Regions from separate parts of the Mus musculus genome. Here region 2 is linked to region 1. A link is a contact called in public HiChIP or PLAC-seq data. All regions are on one chromosome and are shown on one strand. Each heading gives the region's core, a stretch centred on a gene start, on an enhancer-like site or on the middle of the called end of the contact. The rest is flanking DNA. Distances are from core to core; before and after follow the strand shown.

Region 1 (5,924 bases), core at 969-3,468:
TTTTGGGGTCACTTATGGATCCTATCATATGATCTGTGAATTAGGTTAGCGATACTTTTGGCTTCTTCCTTTCCAATTTGTATCCCCTTGATCTCCTTCAGTTGTCTTACTGCTCTAGCTAGAACTTCAAGTACTGTATTGAAGAGATAGGGGGAGAGTGGATAGCCTTATCTTGTCCCCTATTTTAGTGGAAATGCTTTAAGTTTCTCTCCATTTAATTTGTTGTTGGCTATTGGTTTGCTGTATATTGCCTTTATTGTGTTTAGATATGCTCCTTCTATCCCTGCTCTCTCCAAGACTTTTATCTCGCAGGGGTGTTGGATTTTGTCAAATGTGGTTTTTTGGCATCTAGGGAGATGATTTTGTGTGTGTGTGTGTGTGTGTGTGTGTGTATGTGTGTGTGTGTGTTTTAGTTTGTTTATATGGTGGATTATGTTGATAGATTTTTATATACTGAACCACCCTGCATTCCTGGGATGAAGCCTTCTTGATCATGGTGGATGATGTTTTGATGTGTTCTTGGATTTGGTTTTTGAGTATTGAGTATTTTTGTATCAATGTTCATAAGGGAAATTGGTTTGACATTATCTCTCTTTGTTGAGTCTTTGTGTGGTTTAGGTATCAAGGTGACTGTGGCCTCATAGAATGAGTTTGGCAATGTTCCTTCTATTTCTATTTTGTGGAATAGTTTGAGGAATATTGGCATTCTAAATAATACTTCCCGCCCAAAAGAAACTCCCAAAAACCATCCAACCATCCAACCAATCAAATCAAAACAAAACAAAACAAAAATAAACAAACAAGCAACCAACCCAAAAAACCCCAAAACATAACAAAAACCAACCAAACAAAAGAAATTCTACTATCTTATCCTCTTGGGTGCTGGGATTGTAGGTGTACACAACCATACTTGGATGCTCAGTCTAAAAACTTTCTTCATTCATAACACGCAGGATGGTACACAATTTACAAAGAGGACAGCAGTGAGCTCTTGTAGTGAGTCTGTTTTATCACAGCCCATCCTGTCAGTCAAACCCTCCTGGCAGTACAGAGTTTTATCCTGTATGGCTCTTGGCAGCTGTTGCTGCCTTATGGTGGTAACTGTCCTTAATTCTGAAAGTGTGGATTTGTTTCTGTGTTCGTGAACTTCACAGAAACAGGACTTAGGGTTTCCTCTGTCGTCTTTCTCATGGTTTTGCAGACTCACTCATATCATTGAATACTCCTGTGTTTCCTTTGCACTGCTATCAAGTATTTCACCTGTGACATGCCGTAGTCTTAGGTACATATTTCTGTCTTAACAAATATTTGGGTTGCAGTCTAGTTTTAATTTGTTGTTGAGTAATGCTGCTTGAAGATTCCCGTATAGATCTTTGGATGCATAGAAGTGCGGTTGTATTCATGCATGAAGTGTCATATCTGGTTGATGGGCTAATGGCGTACTGCTTTGACAGTGTTTCAAAGTGGAATAAGTATCTGTGCTAGCCACTTAAGGGTTAAGTTGCTCCACACCGCTACCAAACTTTGGTATAGTGTTTTTAATTTTATGTCTTATGACAGTTATTCAGTAATAGCTTATATTTTTAGTGTATTTCTTCAGAAGTGAAATGCTCATGCACATTTTGTATACTTGTGGGCTGTTTAAAGAGCCTCCTTTGAGAAGTTTCTTGTTTTGTTTCCAGTCTGATGATCTGTCTTTTTCCAACTGATTGTTAAGAGGACTTTAGATCTCATTTAAGCCTTGGCTTTATAAGGATGAAGGGCTCAAGGAGCATCTTATGAGGACACACGAAGTCCTTGGTGATCCCAAGGCCTTACTGGAAGCTTTGTGCAATAGTGATTTAAGCATCCCTCTGGTTGTGGTATGTTCCCTGGCAGTCCCAGGACAAGAACGAATGAGAAAGGAGGTTCAGTGAGATGCTGAGATGCTGCACCCTGACCTCCTTGCTTCCTTTATAGGTGGTAGGAGCTTAGTCTGGGTTCCTGAGTGGGAGGCAGGAGCTGTATGGGAGAGAATGATGAGAGAAATAATGGAGGCCAAGACACGTTTCTGTTCAAGGCCCCCAAGTTTACTAAGAGTCTGTGCTTATAAAGTGGGGAGGCCCATCCCCCCACCAATCTATTCTTGGTGCCTGTTGCCAGCCTGTAGGTGATCTGCTGGGTACTGTCTCCGGAATATCTCTGGACCTCTCAGCAGGTAGCAGTGTCTTGGAGAAAAGCAGCAGCAGGTGACAGAACAATAGAGCCAGCTAAGTCAGAAGGCTCCACCCAGGTGGTCTCATTCTCAGTGGCAGCAAGGTCAAAGCCAGCCTACTCAAGGCTGGGGGAGGCTACAGTCTGTTTGCTTAATTAGGAGTCTTTGTCCTGGTGCTGGAGACATACTTCCATACTTTAGAACATTCAATAATCTTGCTAAGGACTGGAGTTTGGCTCCCAGCACCCATACCAGGCAGCTCACAACCGCCTATAACTCCAGCTTCAGGGAAACCTGATACCTGTATCACGTGTATGTACTCACCCACACATATAGATAATTAAGCATCTTCTAATCTTCAAAAATAGAAAGAGAATGTTTGTCCCATGGGACTAGAGAAATGTCTTCTCGGTTAAAAGCATCTGCTGCTCTGGTGGAGGACTTGCGTTTAGTTCTTGTCATCCGCATGGGTGCTTATAACCATCTGTAATTCCACATCTGATAGCCTGTTCTGGTTTCTGCAGACTCCAAGTGTGTGTGCAATACACAGAAATACATGCAAGCAAACATTAACACACATAACATAAAAAAATAATGAACGTCTGTCTCAGTGATAAGACAGTATTAATGACATCCTGAAACAGCATTTACCAAATAACCTCCATTTGAGTCGCAAGAGTAGGGAGTCAAAAATACCATGTCTGTTGGCAAAGAGGTGGAGATACCCAGAAGTTAAAGGGCATTTGGATGGACCTGTGTCTAAATGAAAGTTTACACTCTTCAACACTTGAGAATTAGTCCTTCATGTATCTACCCTCTTCCTGCCCCATCCCAAAACAGTGTCAGGAACGGCGAAAGCCACTCAATCTTCTAGGCTCTCACTGTGGGAAACTTCTCTCTCCTCATGGTGGCCTGCTCCTTCGTTGCTTCCACTCACTTGATTTTAGATATTTCTTTAGAGGCACAGGGTACTCTGCCACCTTCCTATCTAATGCTATGCTGATCTTTGGAGGTGGTCACCACGCTGTCATGTCTTCCCTTACTTTTCCCTTTAGACTAAAAAGGAAAAGTCTTTTTCTTGGGATAAGCATCTTTAAACAGACGGGAAATAGTACCATGGTCAAAGAATGCGCTAAAATTGAGTAATTCACCAAGGACATTTTCTTGGGCCACGGCACCTGCCATTTCCCCGCTGTGGCTGCCAGAAGGCCCATTGACACCCCAACCTTCCTTACTTCAGGAAACATCCCTTGTTTATGGATCTAGTTCCTTACTGTGTCGCCAATACCTGCTGTAGCCTTTTTTCTAAAATGTTAACAGGATTATTATTATTATTATTATTATTATTATTATTATTATTATTAGCAGTGAGATTTTTTATGTGTGATTCTGGTGAATAGCAAGGATCTGCTCAGATTTCACTCTGGTGTCTCTGAAGAGACAATTTTCCAAACTCTGTGGTATGCCGCTTAGATGAGAGCCCGCCCGTCATTCATAATTTGGTTTTCTAGAACTCAAGAACCTAGTCAGTGCTGTGAGCTTAGAGTGCACTGTGCAGTTGTAAGTTCACGGGGATGGGGAGCTAGGAATATGTGCTGATCCATGGTTAACACGGGGATAGTTCACTTTAGCCTTGGAATTCATCGAGAAGTATTGAGTCACTTATTTCTCGTTATTAATAAAATTTAAATTTCAGAAGTATTACCTTTTATGTCAGGAAATGGAGTTGTCTTCAGACTATTGATTTTCCAAGTCCCTTCCGACACAGCCCCTCTGCTGTGCGGAGAGACCCCACCCCTGGATGAGTATGTATCTCTGTAAGAAGTAAATTAGTAATAATCAGTTCTCTGATGTTCTCTACAAGTCTTCCATTTTCAAGCACAAACTGCCTGGTCATCTTACTGGCAGGGTCCTCTTAACTCATTGAAAATATTCTGTTGTCCTAGAATTCCTCCATCCAAAAATTACCCATTGGACATGGGTGACAAGAATATTATCCCTTTCCTAACACTGTTCTTTCAACTTACCATCACCAATCTCCTTTATGTGAGTCTCAGCTTAAACAGAGGATGACAAGTAGGGTTAAATTTCATTAGCCACACAGAGGGGTATTTTCTGAGCATCGATGGGCATCCAGAAAGCCTAGGGATAACACTTCAGCATCTTATAAGCAAGCAGCCTAAGGTAACTTAAAATCTGTCACTGATGGGTGATGGTATGTATACTATGTAAAAATATTTTATAATGTAATAAATGTACATAATACTGAACAGTCCCCATGGTGGCTAGTAAGTCAAGATGGTAATATTTGTTACCACTGCTTTGAGAGCAATGATCCATTTAGAGGGAAATATTTCTTTCTCTTCTCTTCTCTTCTCTTCTCTTCTCTTCTCTTCTCTTCTCTTCTCTTCTCTTCTCTTCTCTTCTCTTCTCTTCTCTTCTCTTCTCTTCTCTTCCCTTCCCTTCCCTTCCCTTCCCTTCCCTTCCCTTCCCCTCTCCCTTCCCCTCTCCCTTCCCCTCTCCCTTCCCCTCTCCCTTCCCCTCTCCCCTCCCCCTCCTCTCCTTTTCTCTCCTTTTTTCTCTTCTTTTTCTTTACTTTTGACAGGGTTTCTCTGTGTAGCCCTGGCTGTCCTGGAACTTACCCCGTAGACCAGGCTACTCAGAAATTCGCCTGCCTCTTCCTCCAAGTGCTGAAATTAAAGGCATGCGTCACTGGCACAAGCAACAGCCAAAGGGAGCAGGACCGTGTGCAGAGCTCAGTGGGAAGGGTTGGGGGCTCATTGGAAGGGTGACGTCACTGTAAACTTCTCGGTTTCCCTGAAAATCCGACCTACACGCAAGCTTAGCAAATCTGAGTCTGTTCCAGACATCTGGATGGAGATATTTCCTAGAATATTTTATTCAGTTCCATTGACATCAGGAAAAGACCTCTCCCTGCTGCCAGATTTTTAAGGAGCAGGAAGTGGTTTTCTTTAGTTTTCCTCTTTTGGTCAGAAGAGGTCCAGCGGCGTAATTCTTGGAAACATAATATCATACTCCACCAGGCTCTGGTAATGTTGCTGATGTTCAGGGCAACAGTGATGCTCATCCAAGCTGATCTGGCCTGTGGGACTCCCAACGTCCTCAGAGGGCACTGAAGTTCATACTGAGGCTGCACTCTCCCGAGTTTTCTGTGCTTCTTGATTTAAATTGAGTTAGGTGACAGGTCCTATACCTGGATACTCCTAAGGAAGTCAAAACTCAGTTGAAATAGGACTTGGAGTGGTGCCGTCAAACAAGTATACTGTCCTACTGAGGGGTTTGAAATTTACCTGTGAGTTTTTAGGGAGTGGGGAAAAGCATGGTAGATTAAAGAAACGGCAGACATGTTAGGACATCAGAGTACACTCTCTGTATCTCTGTCTTTCTTCTCTCTGTCCTCCCCAGGTGGCATCCACAGGAGCTAGTGCGCCCGTCTTGCCTTCATTTACTGCTGTGATGTGCTGCTGTCATTATCGGTACGAGCTGGTGAAAACATCACCCTGTACTTAGCCACCACCGCATTTTGGCCACAAGCCTTGATCACAAGACATCTGAGAGAAAAGAAAGCCAGGGTGCTTAGAGAAAAGAGGTTCGCCGGAGCAAAGCAAGCCTGATTACCACAGAGAAAATGAGAGAAAAGAGGGACAAATGGAATCAGAGTGGGGCAGAAATGATCCCTCATTTGGGAAGGAAAATGAAGAGACTGTAT
Region 2 (5,924 bases), core at 1,209-3,708, 160 kb before region 1:
TGTCAACCATTTTCTGGGGACAGGGTAAGTTCTATCCTTGTGCTTATGCGGTTTTCCCTGGTCTTATTTCCACATCCTCTTACAGTTGCTACTTCTGAAAGGGGGTGGAGTCACATGTGGTGAATCTTGGCAGCAGGTATGGGAGAGCAGAGGCAGTGGCATCCCGGGGTTGGGGGCAGGTGTGCTGTTGGAACTGAGCTCCAGGAGAACAGCGATCGTGCAGAATTTATGGAGGAGGCATACATAGGCACTCTTCTTTCCCTATTCTGATGCATGGAATCTTGTGCCCCATGCCACATAAATTCACAATAAAGCAAAGCATGGGAGCTCTCAGAAGTGCACATGGATCAGGTGAGCCCCTCTGCTGAAGTAGGGGCTCTGGGATCGGTCTGTCACACGCAGCGATACACACCGTTGCCATGACAAAGAGCTTCTTAGGTGGCAATGTCTGACCCCTCTGCCTTTGTGGCTTCTGCATCTTGTAGCATCTGGCAGGACCACTGTCAATAAAGACCTTATCAATAGTGAGGCGTCAATAGCCACCCATGAGTTTAACTGCAGGGACAAATATTTGTGAATACTGGCCGGCCACGTTCCCATGATCCCCGCCTCGGTCCCGTGAGACAGCTGGGGCTCTTCTCATTTGCAGATGGAGAAACTGAAGCACAGCGTGGTTCAGTGACTTGCCAGGCTGTGTGTAACTAGATCAATTCATTTATTCAACACATTTTAAACTTTATGAGGAAGGAGCTGCCGTGCTGGAAAGAGTTCGAGTCAAGCCTGATTAATTGATGGGCAGTAAACACAGGGCTTGCTTGGGCCTGGGTGCTTCTGCCGTTGAGCTGAACAAGGCCAGCCAAGGGACAGGCTAGGATCAATCTGAATTGGAACGCTGTGAGAATTTGGAATGCAGAACTAAAGTATGTGTGCATATCTGTGTATGTGCCTGCCTGTGTGCATACATATATGCATGTATCTGTACACACGAGCCTGTATATATGTGTATACTTAAATTCTTCTATGTATGCTAATATGCATACATGTTTATGTATATACATGAGTTCCTGTATATGTGTATACATATGTATTTACATGCATGTATGTGTGTATATATGTGTCCAGAGGTGCACACGTGTGAGTGATTGTGTGCTTAGACATATGTGTGAATGAATGACTATGAAGATACATGTGTGCTTGTGTATATATGAGAATTTATGAGTATATGAGTTAGCATGCATGTGTCTTCATGTGTATGTGTGTGCCTACTTATGTTTATGTATATACATGTGTGCCTGTGTGTATGCGTGTGTATGTATGCATGGATATGCTTCTTTCTCTGTATGTAAAGAGGCACATGAGTGTGGGGTGGGTATGTGGGAGCCGGGTGGGGATTCACAAGGTCATCTAACCACATCCTCTCACTGGTGAGTACCCTACAAGAACCCACAGCTTCCCGACTATCACTAAATCTCCTCAGACCTGCTCACTGGCTAGAATAAACAGAGCCCAGGAAGCACCATGACTGAGATGTTTGGCTTCTTCCTTTGACAGCCTGAACTTGAGAGACATGATGGGTAGCACTCTGGCTAGTTGAGAGCAAAGCAGACCAAGGAAAACAATTACTGAGGGTGGGCATCAAGCCCTGGAACCTCCTGGAAGGCCAAGACCTGCTACAAATGCAGTGCATACAGAGCGGGTGGGGGGGGGTCCTCAAAATCAAGTGATAATTTGGAGAAATTGATGCCACTAAGACTATGCTCTGTGCCATCATGGCGCCTGTCAGCAGTACTCAGAGTTATCGCTCTGCACTTTGCTAAGCATATGGAGGGAGCAGATCTTGGCTGGGCTCCAGACATCCAAAAGTTAAATTAATGGGTCCTGCCATGAGGGCTACTAATTAATGGGAGTGAGGGAATGTCCAGCACTGCGTTGTTCCTTCTTCGTTTTTCTTAGAGGGGTTTTCTTCCCAGACCCAACCAAAATGGCGCTGTGTTCAACCTAGTTCTTCGTCCTTTCCCTCTGGGGGTGGGGGACGGGGTGGGGGTGGGGACTGGGGACTGGCCCTAGCTTGCATCTGGTTTGTGGTTCCGGCCCATTGGGCTCATTCGTTTATTCAGCTGACACAGAGGGTGGGTGGCAACAGTGTAATTGCAGGAAAATAGTTGGCATCTTCTCCTGGAGGGTGTTGTGAACCGGTGGATCTTCACTCTGGCAGCAGTGTTTTGAGCTTTGGCTCTGGACTACTTCTGCTCATGCTGCACGCTCAGTCCTGATGAGAAGTTGCAGGGTCTACGCGCAGGCAGCTCACAGGGGTCATTCCAGGCTTCGTGTCCTCTCCCTGTAGACTCCGGGGTCAGCACAGCTCACTATGACAGGAACACTTGAGTGCCCGTGGACTGGAGAGCAGGAGGCTGAGCAAGCTGATGACTTGCTAGTAGTTGTATTTTAATCCTTCCTTGGCTTGCTTCCATTTGGGCAAACAGATGAGGTAATGTGGTTGAGGGAGGACACTTGTACTAGATAGTCTCAGCCTCTGACCTTGCTGTTAGGTCACCCACAAATGGCTGAGGTGCCTATTAACATATCAAAGCTGATGGAGGCCAGCTGTTCCCAAAACACTCAGTACCTGTGGCTCCTCCCACCACTTCTCACCCAGACCACACCCTCAAGCCTCTCCTTCCAAGGGACAGGGCTTCCGCTGCCCTTCCCCATATAACTCAGCCATTGAGGCCATGTCCATCTCTTGGCACCAGGACCTTCTTATGGTCAGCGCTTCTCTGCCTCCCCGGCTCCTTTCGGGGTAGGTTAGTCTGCGGGCCACATCCAGCCTAGGCTCTTTGCTCTTCAGGCTTTCTGACTTCCATCTACAGCAAAATTTCCTCCACACTTAAGGAGGTGGTCATGTCCTCCTTTTGTTTCACTTTTTCATCCATCTGCCTCAGCTACTCCCTCCACACATTTGGAAGACCTATATCCATCCAAACATTAACAAAAGAAACTACCCTATTTTAACAGCTGACCGAGAGGAATGTAAATGGGCCTGCCTATAGGTTGTGCTTGGTAACTGTGCTGGCTTTGTAAAGGAGAGTGTTTCTGAGAAAGGTGGGCTATCTGGTGCCAAATATTTCAAGATATCAAATGTCTATGCTGAACGGGGGGGTGGGGGGGGGAAGGAAAGGACATGACAGCTACTCGGTATGTAGATAAAAGGGAGCAGGGAGCACAGAGATATCTGGGAGAGTCCAGAGAGGACATCACTCTGATCCATGTGAAGAGTGGAGGCAGGGGACAGGGACCAGATGTAGCAGCTGGAAAAGTTACAGGGTCAGGTGGGGGTGGGGTGCATAAGAGGGCGCAAGGTAGGGACTGAAGGATGCTGGGAGATCCTGGCGGCCAGCTCAGCTTTGATATGTTAAATAGGAATCTCACATTTGTCCCAGGGTTTGAGAGTTAACACTAGCACTGGAGGATATCTGGCCAAATCAGAGAGATTCCCGGCAGGACTCTGATCTTCCCAGAAGAATTTGCATACAAAGCAGACAGACACAGAGTGGCACGAAATGAGCTGGTGTAGACACAGCCAGCCCTGGTTATATAGCACACAGCTCTAGAGCAGAGGCTATCCTGTTTCAAAATGGTCTAATTTTCTATTACAAAGCTCTTTAGGTACACTTTGAAAATTAACTATGTGATAAGAAGTTAGTCATTTGATAAAATTTGGAGACATTTTTCTTTGAAAATAAACAACAACAAAAAACTAACAAACCATCTGGTTTCATCTATTCAGAACTTCACTTAAAGACCCCGCCTTCCATTCTCATTGTTAATGGCTGTTTATCTTCTTTGCCTTTGACCTATGCGGTTCTCCCCAGGGTGAGGGGCAGAACTTGAGTTTAGAAAACATATCCTTTGCTGTTACACAAAGAGATTTACATTTCAATACTTTGTGGAAAATGGAGACTGAATGGCTGCTGGTGAAAAAATTGTGTTGGACCCGAGACTTAAGAGAGGATTTTTTTTTTTTTTTGTAGAACATGATTTTAATATTTTCAACTGTTGTTATTCAATAAACAGAATAGTTAAAGATATACTTCATTGTTATGTCTCACTTTTCATTTCTGATTTTATTAACTTGGATACTGTCTCTGTGCCCTCTGGTTAGTCTGGTTAAGGGTTTATCTATCTTGTTGATTTTCTCAAAGAACCGCTCCTGGTTTTGTTGATTCTTTGTATAGTTCTTTTTGTTTCTATTTGGTTTAATTATTTCCTGCCCTCTACTCCTCTGGGGTATATTTGCTTCTTTTTGTTCTAGAGCTTTCAGGTGTGCTGTCAAGTTGCTAGTGTAAGCTCTCTTCAGTTTCTTTTGGGAGGCACTTAGAGCTATGAGTCTTTCTCCTAGCACTGCTTTCATTGTGTCCCATAAAGTTTGGTATGATATGTCTTCATTTTCATTAAATTCTAATAAACCTTTAATTTCTTTCTTTATTTCTTCCTTGACCAAGTTATCATTGAGTAGAGCATTGCTCAGCTTCCATGTGTATGTGTGCTTTCTGTTGTTTTTGTTGGTATTTAAGACCAGCCTTAGTCTGTGGTGATCTGATAGGGTGCATGGGATTATTTCAGTCTTCTTGTATTTGTTGAGGCCTGTTTTGTGACCAATTATAGGGTAAATTTTGGAGAAGGTACTGTGAGGTGCTGAGAAGAAGGTATATTCTTTTGTTTTAGGATGAAACGTTCTATAAATATCTGTTAGATCCATTTGGTTCATGACTTCTGTTAGCTGCACTGTGTCTCTTTAGTTTCTGTTTCCAGGATCTGTCCATTGATGAGAGTGGGGTCTCGAGGTATCCCACTATTATTGTGTGGGGTGTGATGTGTGCCTTGAGCATTAGTAAAGTTCTTTTATGAATGTGGGTGCCCTTGTATTTGGAGCATAGATGTTCAGAATTGAGAGTTCATCTTGGTAGATTTTTCTTTTGATCAGTATGGTGTCCTTCCTTATTTATTTATTTATTTATTTATTTTTGATAACTTTTGGTTGAGAGTTAATTTTATTTGATATTAGAATGGCTACTCCAGCTTGTTTCTTGGGACCATTGCTTGGACAATTGTTTTCTAACCTTTTACTCTGAAGGAGTATCTGCCTTTGTCACTGAGATGCGTTTCCTGTATGCAGCAAAATGCTGGGCTCTGTTTACATTTCCAGTTTGTTAGTTTATGTCTTTTTGGGGGGAATTGAGTCCACTGATGTTAAGAGATATTAAGGAAAAGTGATTGTTACTTCCTGTTATTTTTGTTGTTAGAGGTGGAATTATGTTTGTGTGGCTATCTTCTTTTGGGTTTGTTGAAAGATTATTTTCTTGCTTTTTCTAGGGTATAGTTTCCCTCCTAGTGTTGGTGTTTTTCATTATCCTTTTAGGGCTGTATTTATGGAAAGATGTTGTGTAAATTGATTTTGTCATGGAATATCTTGGTTTCTCCGGTCTACGGTAATTGAAAGTTTTGCTGGGTATAGTAGCCTGGGTTGGCATTTGTGTTCTCTTAGGGTCTGTATGATATCAGCCCAGATCTTCTAGCTTTCATAGTCTCTGGTGAGAAATCTGGTATAATTCTGATAGGTCTGCCTTTATATGTTTCTTGACCTTTTTCTCTTACTGCTTTTAATATTCTTTCTTTGTTTAGTGCATTTGTTGTTCTGATTATTATGTGATGGGAGGAAGTTCTTTCCTGGTCAAGGCTTCTTGTATGTATGTTCATAGGCATCTCTTTCTTTAGATTAGGGAAGTTTTATTCTCTAATTTTGTTGAAGATATTTACTGGCCCTTTAAGTTGAGAATATTCAGTCTCATCCATACCTATTATCCTTAGGTTTGGTCTTCTCATTGTGTCCTGGATTTCCTGGACATTTTGGGTTAGGAGCTTTT

What was found. HiChIP or PLAC-seq counts read pairs in DNA pulled down with a chosen protein or histone mark.
Region 2: a contact with region 1 is called in an H3K27ac HiChIP or PLAC-seq map of embryonic stem cells, with 2.7 times the contacts expected there. The contact joins two enhancer-like sites. A contact is called at or near these places in 2 of 115 datasets of contacts at active chromatin or transcription factors (embryonic stem cells and pancreatic cancer cells).

The regions. Positions count from the first base shown.
Region 1 is chr17:9,913,550-9,919,473 of GRCm38.p6, reverse strand. It overlaps a transcript of Gm34799 not described here. Among named protein-coding and RNA genes, the nearest start is that of Gm34799, 9.7 kb to the right of the region's middle. Within about 2 kb of position 2,218, at least 5 of the 459 cell types and tissues checked have an H3K27ac peak or open chromatin away from gene starts, as enhancers often do. A contact at or near this core is called in embryonic stem cells, where this site is marked.
Region 2 is chr17:10,076,650-10,082,573 of GRCm38.p6, reverse strand. No RefSeq gene overlaps it. Among named protein-coding and RNA genes, the nearest start is that of Gm34972, 67 kb to the left of the region's middle. Within about 2 kb of position 2,458, at least 50 of the 459 cell types and tissues checked have an H3K27ac peak or open chromatin away from gene starts, as enhancers often do. A contact at or near this core is called in embryonic stem cells, where this site is marked.